Linked DNA regions of Mus musculus: regions 1, 2 and 4 are each linked to region 3. A link is a contact called in public Hi-C and promoter capture Hi-C data. All regions are on one chromosome and are shown on one strand. The core of a region is the stretch at or near the end of the contact, and the rest is flanking DNA. Distances in the headings are between cores, read along the strand shown.

Region 1 (2,724 bases), core at 50-2,549, 4.6 Mb before region 3:
GACAGGTTGAGATCCACAGAAATAAACAGAAGTATAGAGACCTGCCTTATCAAAAAAAGACGACCTCAAACAGGCCACACTAGACTCTGAGATAGTTGACACTGGTTGCAACTCTCTCTCCGTTTCTGCATAACTTCAGCATGCTTAAAGTTTCAAAAAGAAAAGCTTTGTTGTGCATACTAGTCATGCTCACAGTTCTTCGGGCACACACATGCCAACCAAACTTTTGGATAGCAAAGGGGAGATTGGCAGACTTACAGTCCAGAAAGCAGGAGAAAAAGCAACCGTGGTTTTCAGAAGAGATTATTCAAACTAAGGTGTACACATTCAAATTATTTCTCAAGCTTTTTCAGGAAAAGACAAACGAGGTGGAGTTATACTTACAAGTTTCCAGCAGCTTCAGTCCAGTAGCCAGCCCTTAATGCCTGCTGTCATCCGGATCCCAGGCACTATTTTGAAGTTCCTGGTCTCTCGATCTGGAGTAGGGCACAAAAGAAAAAAAAAAAAAAGATGTTAAGAACTTGAGAAGTGGAGACGGGTCAGACTTGTGTTCCCGACACTACTGTGCTACCAATGCCCACCCTGGAGGGTGGCGTTATCCGTCCCCCCCCCCCCCAATCCGGATGAGTTCCAGCGTCTTCAGCCTCGGTGTCTAGAAATGCAGTCGCCCCATCTCCAAACCGGATCCAATCCCCAGGGGTTAGTTAGTGACCCTGTACTGACGAGAGCGCCCTGGGAAGCCGGTTCCTGGGGGAAGCTCGAGTAGCCCCTCCGTTATACTCTCGGACCTACATCTTTCGGGTCTCCCCGGACCAAGGTACCTCAAGACAGTGCGTGTAAAGGCCAAAGGGGTAGTCCTTGTCCCCACAGACAGGCCCTGCGACCCCGCGGCCGCGGTCACACACAGTCGCCCATCCTTACCGAATTCAACCTCCGCGCGGGCTCCCGGCACGAGGCTGCCAGCCTATGAGGAGCTTGCTTACGCCCCCTTACCTCACGCCGCAGCCTCGCGAGACCTTGACTCCTGACCCGCCCTCTGTCTTGGGCCCAGAAACCGGAAGTCCCGCCCTCCGGTAGCTCCGGTTCCGGCTCAATCCGGCTCTGGCTCGCTCCGGCTCCGGCTCCGGCTTTCGACCGCAGCTCTACAGGGAGACCGCTGAGGAGACCCTGAGAACAGCCACAAGTGACTTGCCCAGGCCTTTGATCTCGAACAGCGGCATGCGATCACCCTTGCGCCTAAGACCACAGGCCGATTTTCGCGCTCCGCCCATGTCACCAGCCCGCCTCCATCCGTCGCTTAGACCACGCCTTTTCCTCCGGGCTGTACCACTAGCTCCTTCTTATGGGTGATGCCGTTACCATGGTGCCGAAGCCTGGCTGGGTCACGTCACGTCACGTCCCCTCTTTCGTTAGACTTTCTTATTGGCCTATCAGAGCTTGGCTTGAGAGCAAGCTATGAGCCCGCCTCTCAAAGAGACCTCTTTTCCCCTGCAAGCATATTTTACTGCTTTAAGTCTAAGACACCTCAGAGGTTCCCTAATCACCTACCGTGGCCTTCACCTTGGCCGCCCCTCTCTCGCCAGATCGAGTGTCTCTCTTGAAAAAGGATACCCCAAAGTCCCTCTTGAAAACAGTCCAAATTCTAGATGCTAAATAAATAAATAAATAAAAAGTAAAGTAATGACACTTTTATTTTTTCGTGTTTCTGCCAGTGGTAATTTATGAGCAGAAACCGATGGGAAACAAAACTGCTTGCCCAGTGGTGGGGTTCAGTGGTGGAACTGAAACCTCGCAATTCCTTTTCGTGCCTTTTTTTTTTTTTTTTTTTTTTTTTTGGTTTTTCGAGACAGGGTCTCTCTGTGTAGCCCTGGCTATCCTGGAACTCACTTTGTAGACCAGGCTGGGCCTCGAACTCAGAAATCTGCCTGCCTCTGCCTCCCAAGTGCTGGGATTAAAGGTGTGCGCCACCATGCCCGGCTTTTTCGTGCCCTTTTAATGAGACCTGGGGAGCCAACCCAGTGTTTCTTCCAGCCTCTCACTCAGCAGGCTTTAAATTTTAGACAGGTACGTGGAGGAAGCACACTGCCCTTCTAGTTCTTATGACTTTTTCTAGGCACCAGCTCTCCCTCATACTATGAAGCTCTCTAGACTGCACCACACTTTCATCTCTGCTTTGAAGCCCTCCACCCCTACCCCATACTCCGACATTACTCTTATAATTTGGCTCCCACAGAGACAATGCTAACCCAAAAAACTCTGAATGGGCACACAGGGAGGAAAAAAACCGTTCCATTCGCTCTTTGTTCCTACATTCAAAATCTGTGACTATATTCTGAAAGTACAAGAAGCCTGAAAGAATCTTGAAGTTCTTTGCTTCAAGGACAAGATAAATAAATAAAAAAAGATGTGATAAGAGACTGGATAGGTGGAACCAGTGCTTGGTAAGAGCTGGTGTGTTGATCCAATCGGCAGGAGTAGCTGGGAGCATGAAACCACTGGCCATTTCCATAGTAGTTACTACAGCCCTCACACAATCAAATTCTCAACAAATATTCACTGACAATATCGCCTTTTCATTTGTGTGGAGGGTTACAAGTTTCCCCTCCATCACACAAAGATTAGTTCCATGTGTCAGCAGTCACGATTTTGTGATCACTTTAAAATATGAGTTTCCCTCTCCTCCACTTTCCACCCTTGTGTGGCTTGAAGACAGTGTGTGTATGC
Region 2 (2,700 bases), core at 187-2,686, 3.7 Mb before region 3:
TCTTTACTGTAACCAGAGATGATAATAGACATGAATAAGATCTCTGTGCTAAAAGTTAATAGAGTGCTTTTGCAACTCTCTGGTACAAAGTTTGGTACATGAAGAAAATTGGCCAGGAGGCATGAAAAGATTTACGGGCCAGGCTACTTGGAATGGACTTAGTTATTTGTTCTAGGTCATGAACTGATATATAGCACAGAACAGTATAAAGGTGTATGACTCTTCTGCCAAGCACTACAATCAAAATACAACAGTTTAGTTCTTTCCATGGTAACCAATGACTGAGGCAAAATCTAAATTGACCACCTACTGGATTTAGTTCCACACTTGATGGTCTGATACACGTTTCTTCACTTAATTCTTAACCTTACTTGCATTTCATAGATATGGAAACAGGAACTCGGAACATGGAAGTAAGCTATTTTGTGGAAGGGGGCTACATTAGTATCAATCAAGGCAACTTATTCCAAATGTTTAAAAACAATGTACAAGCACTAAGTCAGCAGATTAAGTACTTGACAAGATTCTATGACAGTGACCAGATTATTCAACCAATAAACCAGTTCTGCACTTACAGAAACTTTTAAGTACAGTGTGGAGCGAGAACTTGTGCGTAGCACTTTTGGTTTTAAGAAGCGGAATTAAGCAAAATAAAAGGAACTGGATTACCAAATTATGTACAAACTATATGGCAACAGTACAATGGCAGTTTCCAGGTTCGTTTTCTGGTGAAAGGCCAGCGAAGGAGCCATGAACTGAACAGTGTCACCTATGTCATTGGCCAATATGTTCATAGCCTGTGAGGCCCATGGATATAAGGAGATGCTAGGCATTTTGATTTCTAACTTTCACTAACCGTTTAAAGGAAGCCCACCATCTGCCCAAGTAAAGCAGCGCACACAGTATGGCAAAACCTTTGAAACATGTACAGCATCTTTCCAGTGAAGGTTGGAAAGGTCTCTTAACATCTCCCGTCAAAACACCCACAAACACACCAGTAAAAGTTGGATATGCTCACTGCACACCCCACTTTAAGTCACAGAAAGCATGCTTACCTGTCACATACTCAGCTTCGAATCTCCGCCGGGTCTCTGAGATTAGCTTGGCTTTATTCTGAGCGTTATTCTGGATAGGAGACACAACAAAACCTTAAGATGCTCTCGGTCCTTACCCAGATCACTCCCAACACAGCTCACCTGCACCGGAGCGCACGGGCCCTGGGCCTGGAAGCTGTCTTCCAGGCTCACGGCCCAGGCAGCGATGAGGTGCTGCTCACCTCGGCCATGGTCACAGTCGCGGAACCTATTGTGGTTGTACCCGTCGCTCCTTCCACAGCCTGCAGCCAAGTGTCTCATCACCAGCCAGCCCAGCCCAAAGGTAGATCAAGAAGGGAGGGAGGGGGGGAGGGGGTCGCGTGACACCGGAACGTAGAAGGAAGTGCCTCCACACTGTCCAATCCCATAGTGTTGTCCGGGGTAGAGGCGGGAATAAGTGCTCTGCTGGGCTCCCACTTGCTTCTCTAAAGGAGAAACCCCGCCTTCCGACGACCTCCTGGCACCGGTGTCCCGCCCCAAGTAGCCTGGAGCACTCTGATGCTTTTCCCTGAAGCTCAGCCCCTACAGCTCAGCTGGCCATTTGCTTCCAGCCCTCGGAGGCTCCGCCCCTCCCAGGTCCCCTCTGGCTACCACCTCCTGCAGGCTTTGCCGCCTGAGTTGTTCAGGCAACTATTGGGCCGGTTGTCCCAGCGTGCAATGCGCGGGCGGGAGGTTTGGAGTCCTTTGGTGCAACTGGAACGTGGCAATTTGGCAGCCTTGGAGAACTGGTTTTGGTTTGGTTTGGTTTTCTCCTGACCGCTCGCAGATAACTTGCATTGTGAGTATTCGCTATATTCGGCGATTATTTCTGTTAAGGTTCTTTTCTTTTGGCTGTGGTGTCTGGCTTTATAGTGCTGGCAACTTGGTCTGTAGCCTAGGTTGGCCTCCCTTCTCAGACATGAGTTTTCTGTGTCAGTCTCTCTGATCCTGGTTACAGGTATAACCACCACAGTTGTGGACTGGGAGACGCTCACAAGGCAACCGTCTTTGAACTCTGAGTTAAGTGGTTATAGAAAGTTAAAAGGAAAGATGTTATTTTGAGTTACTTGTTCTTAACGAGGTGGGGGTAGACTCTTGTTCCTGCCATGTAAGTGACATTTGTGGGTGTCACCGCTCTAGAATGGGAGTGTAGCTGATTTCTAATGGGGAGAAGCCAACGATGCTGCCAAGCTTGCAGGACAGGTCGCAATACTTATCCAGGGTGAAATGCAAACATTGCCGAGACTGGTGAAAGCTTAGATTTATAAAGTACTACAACAAACTATTAGCTTTGGTGGCTTAGTTGAACATAACAATGCTGCCTTTCTTAAAAACTGACCAACACTGAAGACTACTTGTACTGGCAATTAGAGAAAACGTTTTCCCAGGCACTGGGGATGTCGATCACAGGTCCAGCACATGCTGGAGACCTCAAGTTCCAGCCTCAGCAGCCCTGCCCCTCTGCCAAAAAGGACAACCCACGTTTTACCTAGTCTGTAGCTGGTTGACCTTAAAAAGGCAGTTAACATCTTTTCCCAAAGCGTTTTCAATATTTGTTTTTATGGGAAAATTTGAACACATTGTTTAAAGTTTGTTTGAAAACTTTCATAAAAATATTTGAGTAACT
Region 3 (2,705 bases), core at 181-2,680:
ATAAGAAAGTACTCATCCCTCCCCCCTTTAGATCGAGAGCTGGGTCGTAACATTCTTCAACATTTTTTTTCCTCTTCTGCCCGAGTGGTTGCCTCAAAATAGGAAACATCCGTCCAACCAACCCAGGATTGGTCTCTTGAGTTTGAGACCGGGTGAAACTTCTGAAGTCATTGGTCGGTAGATTTGTCATTAGCGAAGGGCCCAGACTAGAGAGAACAGCCCTGAGACCTCTGGGAGTTGTAGTCACCTGGGCCTTGCCTTGTCCAGTGTCTTGCCTAGCTAGCCAGAGACTTCCACAACCCTTCCCCTCCCCTTAATAGCCATGCATTCCCTAAGGTGATAGCTGGTACAAATGAAACGTATATCCTTCCATCTCCTAGCGATAGAGCAAGCTGGAGGGATAGCAATAGGAGGTAAACAGAGTTAAGGGTTTCAGGAAGAACCAAAGATACATAATCCAGCACAGACCTTGGGGTGTTCCACTGGACAGCACTGCTGAAACATGGCTAAAAACACACCTGGTGCTGCTCCGAGTTGTCTCTGCCACCAAGGACTTCACCTTGGTGGCTGGAAACACCGATGCTCGCCCCGACCCCCAGCGCGCTGAATTTTTACCTTCTTTGGGCTCTGGAGCACTTAGGTGCCCAGTCCTCCACTTAAAAACTGACAACCGCAAGATATAGCTCAGCCTGGGCTGACCAAGCTGGATACAGGCGAGATGCGATTCTTTCCTAGCTCTGTTCGCCTCCCACCAATCCTTTAGAAAGCAACAGAGCAACCTTGAGCCCCTCCCTTCCCCCCCAGCAGGACTACAATCCTAAATTTGACCAGGGTTCGGGACTGACAGCTGGGAATAATTGAGGACCAGGTTGAAGATGTGGGTGGGGAAACTGGTCAAGGTGTCCTCTACTGAGCCCATGTGGCGAGAAGCCGCGTGGGACAAGGACAGATTCGTTACAAAAGCAGAGGCCTCAGGCGACAGTCCTCCTACACCGGTCGCCGGGATTGGCGCCCAGCGCTCAAACCGCCACCCTGGCCTAGCAACCGCGCGTAAGCGACGCGACACGGCCGGAAGCGGAAGCATCACGGGTCCTTTCTAGTTAGGGAAGTCGCGCGCCCAGCACGTCTCGCCAGCGTCCCCTGTAGTCCCGGGCCGCTCCACGCAGGCCAAGGCGCGCCCTGGTGGCTGTCCAGGACTCCAGGCCACTTGTCCTCCGCTGGCCCCTTTGCCTCCCATCCCTCGAACCCAGTCCCGCATCTCCTCCCTGTTCCCCCCGCGGCGGCACCTTGGCATCGTACAGCACTCGCGCCTTGGTAGGGTCAGGCTCGAAGCACAGCACTTTCTCCCCAGAGTGGAATTGAAATTTCATGCCCTCGCTCGCGCTCATTTGCTCATCGTGGCGGAGGGCGAGGCTCCGGGGCGGGCAGAGTGCGCGCGGTGGGGGAGGACGGCCGGGGAGGCGGCGCTCCGCCACCGGGGGGGCCCGGGAGTGGTGGAGGCTACGACCGCCCCGCCCTCGGCCCCTCCTCCGGCCACCCCGCGCCACTGCGAGGACCTTGGCAGTGGCGATGGAAGCGCGCGGCCCCGCCAGGGCTTGTCCCCGCCCGTCCCCTCTGGGGCTCAGAGAGGGGTGCGGACGGGGAGCAAGATCCCTCGACCGAGGTCTTCCAGCAGACCGTTCCCTCTGGTCCCCATGGGTTAGGATTCCCGCGGTTTCCAGGCTGCGCCCACGTGTGTGCCGAGCTGTCACCCCGGGCGTGCGCTCTCTGGCCGGAGTGTGGGGATCTCTTAGGGAGAGGATTGCTCTAGGGTAGTCACCAGGCGCCGAGGAGGCTGGATGGCGTCTGCCCCCAGGAGCTGCCTGGCCGCGCGCGCGCGCGTCAGCCCCCTCGGCGGAGCTGCGCGCAGATGAGTGTGGCCACGCGAGAAGGACGCGGTGTTGGAGCTGGCCGGAGAAGGGCAGTGGCCTTGAGCGAGGGGAGGAGACATTCCGGGCAGTTAATAGAACACTGGGTCATCCTTCCGAGAGGACCAGCAGGTAGGGCCTGGAGGCCCCAGTGAGCAGCGGACAGCAAAGCTTATGGGTCCTGAAAGGGTCGTTAACACCTTACGTGTCAGCTTGCAGCACTCCTGAATTGCTCCCCCATGGTCTATCTTTAGTGGCTCAAAACCTCCTGAAGAGTGGAAGCACCATTGAGACTGCTGTTAACAGAGTGCCTGCAAAGATCGGGCGTTCATAAATACTCCCTGAATGACCGACCAGAAGACAGGAGACTTGAAGGGCAGAGCTTCAGTGACAGAGAGGGCAGTGCTGGCCTGTTTCTTCTTGAGTGCAAAGCCACTAGGCAGTGTGATTACTAGATCAAGACCTGGCTGGAAAGTTGAGCAGATGGGCTGGGAGGTTTTTAGTGAACTGTCAGATTTCCCACAGCCACTCACTCTGTTCTTGCTTCCAGAAATTTGCGTCTCCCCACCCCCACCTCCCTTCACCTGGTACAAGGTCCAAATCTCTCACACCTCCACTTGGGCACTTCCAAGAGAAAGGTCCCGCAGGAGCCTAGAGGAACCAACCATGTATCTGTCCAGTATTCCCTCCCAGAACTCGACTTACCCTTTTATTACCATTTTCTTGCTCTGCTGGAGAATGGGTTGTTCATTTGCAAGATGGCCCCACTAAGAGGGTAAACTGCTTGAACCTGGGGGT
Region 4 (2,700 bases), core at 61-2,560, 4.3 Mb before region 3:
GCTTCCAAGAACGTTCTCTAAAGCAGTGTTTCTTAACCTTCCTAATGCTGTGGTGTGATGACCCACAACCATAAAATTATTTTCTTTGCTACTTCATAACTGTAATTTTGCTACTATTATGAATCGTCATGTAAATACCTCCTATACAGGATACCTCAAAGGGGTCCTGACACACTGGTTGAGAGTCTTTGAAGGCATGCTTTGTGGTCGTTCAGGCAGAATACTACAGTTCAAATCTGCTACAACTTTTTTGTTTTGTTTTGTTTTTCCAGACAGGTTCTCTGTGTAGCCCTGGCTGCCCTGGAACTCATTCTGTAGACCAGGCTGGCCTCGAACTCAAAAATCTGCCTGCCTCTGCCTCCCAAGTGCTGGGATTAAAGGCGTGCGCCACCACACCTGGCACAACTTTTTGTTTTGTTTTAGAAAATACCCTTAACTTTACCACAAGCTTCAAGTGGATGCCAGTCATGGTGATGGTGTTGTTGCTTAGAAAACAATTTATTCTAGAAAATGCAGGAATGGCCATGCTGGGGAATCTGCAGGTACCAACTATAAAGAGCAGGTGACTATTACAACAATCGAGAGATTCTGTCTTCTTGGCCAAGCACAATCTGGCTCCAGACCGCAAGACAGTTTTGGCTGAGGACTGCAGCAGCTTGAGCGGGAGCGTTTCAGGTTATACCTAAGATTCCCTGACACCCCCCCCCCCCCATAGAGTTGTAAGACAAAAACAAAATCTGAACTTTTAAAAGGAAAGTCCTCAGTCTTTAGGACACGCACAGATATGTAGATCTAAGATTCAAAGTTCAGAGTTTAGTTTTGACTTGCTGTGATTTTTCTTTATTTTTGTACTTTTATGCATCACATTTAGCAATCCTGCCAGAATAACAAGAATGGATGTGGTTGGTTTGGCTGTGGTACCATACTGACTAGAAACGCCCTGGCCTTGATTTCCCCGCCCCCTACCCTGCCCTTCCTCTTATCCCCGCCCTCCCCGCATTCCCGCTCCTCCCCCCAGCCCCCGGCCCGGCCCGGCCCCGCCTGGTCTCTCTAACCGGAAGGAGGCGGGGAGAGACCGGGCTTCCTGAAAAGAGACGCAGTAACTAAGCAACCAGGGCACTTACGCCCGGGACCTTCCGCAGCTCTTAGGAGACGTGCTCCTGCGCTCGCTGACGCTACAATCCCGCGCTAGAGACTTGGGCCCGACTGGGCGTCTCTCTTCTACGTAATTCAGAACCTCTGTGTGATTGGTTATCATGGGGGCGCGGCGCTCGGATCGCGGACGCTTCTGATTGGTGCTTTGGAGCAGCGGGGCGGGATTCTGTTAACTGCCGCGGGAGGTCCGGACAGTGGCGGCCATGGGACTGGAGGGTAAGTACGCGTCTTGGCTGTCCTTTCTAACGTTCTCGGTCTCTCTGGATGGGGTTGTGCCGTTCTCACAGGACCGTGGCAGGCTGTGGAGGAGGTGAAGCCTACTCTATCTGAGGCCCGGAAGTCGGGTCCGTGGGTCTCCGTAATCAAATGGGGATTGAGGGTGCCTTGAGGGTTGGAACTGGTTCTTAGACTGAGTTTAGTAGAGCGAGTGACTGGAATCTTAGGACGTTTTTCCGAGTCCCTTTGGGTCTGGCCGGATCTTGTCTCATCCTGGGGTGCTGGCTGGTGGACCCGGGCTGATCCTCTTTGGCTCTAGTACACCCGAGCTGCCTCTCAGGGAGTGCGTGTGCACTGCCTTGGGACTGGATTAAAGTATACTTCTCTTGATTTCTCAGCCCTGTCCGAGCCCCCTCTAAGGATCCTCAGAAGCTTCTACTAATAAGGGAGTTCCCTGGGCACGATTGAGAATTTTGAGGACTTCTTGACTTTGTCATTTACATGGCTTGGGTAGGGAAGTTGTACAGATCGCTTAGCATGTAGGGCTGGAGAGAGAATTGACCAGATTTTACAGCCTCTATTCACTTATAGAAGCCAAGATTCAGTGAGTATTTTCACATACTTTCATTTGGTTCATTATTTCTGTTCTTATCATTCACTTCTTAAAACGGGATAGGACTAAAGGACCAGGTTTAGATGACACATGACAGTAGCACAGCATTAGCCACTTGAGGCTTTGCTTTCCCCTTTTGCAAACTTCATATTTTCTTGCTTCCATTATTTGTTTACTTACTGGTTGTAAATTTGGTCTTCCCTCCTCTTTTTTTCCAGTTTATGTGTCCGGGTGCCCCCATGTAGCTGTCTTACCCTGCCCTAGAACCCTCAATTCTCTGTCTCCCAAGCACGTGCTCCTTTCTTTCCTGCCTCCTCCCTCTGAATTTCTGAGACGATTTTAAATGTAGGTGAATTTGTGGGAGAAAATGGACACATGTAGTTGCAGGTGAGAGCTGAAACTCAGAGAGTTAGGATAGTAATCCTCCATTGAGTTCTTTGTAGACTTGTAGATCTCAACTAAGGCGGATTTTTGCCAGATCTCTAAAGCTGTGGCATTAAAAGTCTAAGCATCTATAGAACAGAGTATTGAATGAGCACTTCATATGAGCATCACTTTAGGGAACTCCTAAAGGGAACTTTTCTTAGCCTTAGATGTAGGAAAGAGCCCACATGTAAAGCCTGTGTCCTGTTCCATTTCCTTTCAGGGTCTACACTGAAAGGGTGCTCAGGGGAAAGGCTTCCATAATTAAAAGAAGGGTTCTGAAAAGAGAAGGG

What was found. Promoter capture Hi-C pulls out the DNA fragments that hold promoters and counts their contacts. Hi-C and Micro-C count contacts between places; a contact is called where the count stands out from the background.
Region 1: a contact with region 3 is called in a Hi-C map of CD8 T cells, with 8 times the contacts expected there. The contact joins the promoter of Siah1b here to the promoter of Msl3 in region 3. A contact is called at or near these places in 1 of 39 promoter capture datasets (erythroid cells) and 1 of 484 Hi-C or Micro-C datasets (CD8 T cells).
Region 2: a promoter capture Hi-C map of pre-B cells shows a contact between it and region 3. The contact joins the promoter of Mospd2 here to the promoter of Msl3 in region 3. A contact is called at or near these places in 2 of 39 promoter capture datasets (erythroid cells and pre-B cells).
Region 4: a promoter capture Hi-C map of pre-B cells shows a contact between it and region 3. The contact joins the promoter of Piga here to the promoter of Msl3 in region 3. A contact is called at or near these places in 1 of 39 promoter capture datasets (pre-B cells) and 1 of 484 Hi-C or Micro-C datasets (pre-B cells).

Annotation. Positions count from the first base shown.
Region 1 is chrX:164,075,194-164,077,917 of GRCm38.p6, forward strand. Siah1b (siah E3 ubiquitin protein ligase 1B) reads right to left here and starts at 1,300. Exons shown (of 4, transcript NM_001308385.1): 1 at 994-1,300; 2 at 385-476.
Region 2 is chrX:164,978,939-164,981,638 of GRCm38.p6, forward strand. Mospd2 (motile sperm domain containing 2) reads right to left here and starts at 1,437. Exons shown (of 15, transcript NM_029730.4): 1 at 1,277-1,437; 2 at 1,056-1,125. The coding sequence starts at 1,285. Fancb (Fanconi anemia, complementation group B) reads left to right here and starts at 1,654. Exons shown (of 9, transcript NM_001146081.1): 1 at 1,654-1,872.
Region 3 is chrX:168,672,442-168,675,146 of GRCm38.p6, forward strand. It overlaps Msl3 (MSL complex subunit 3), which reads right to left and starts at 1,431. Exons shown (of 13, transcript NM_001370791.1): 1 at 1,287-1,431. The coding sequence starts at 1,388.
Region 4 is chrX:164,418,470-164,421,169 of GRCm38.p6, forward strand. It overlaps Piga (phosphatidylinositol glycan anchor biosynthesis, class A), which reads left to right and starts at 1,311. Exons shown (of 6, transcript NM_011081.3): 1 at 1,311-1,371.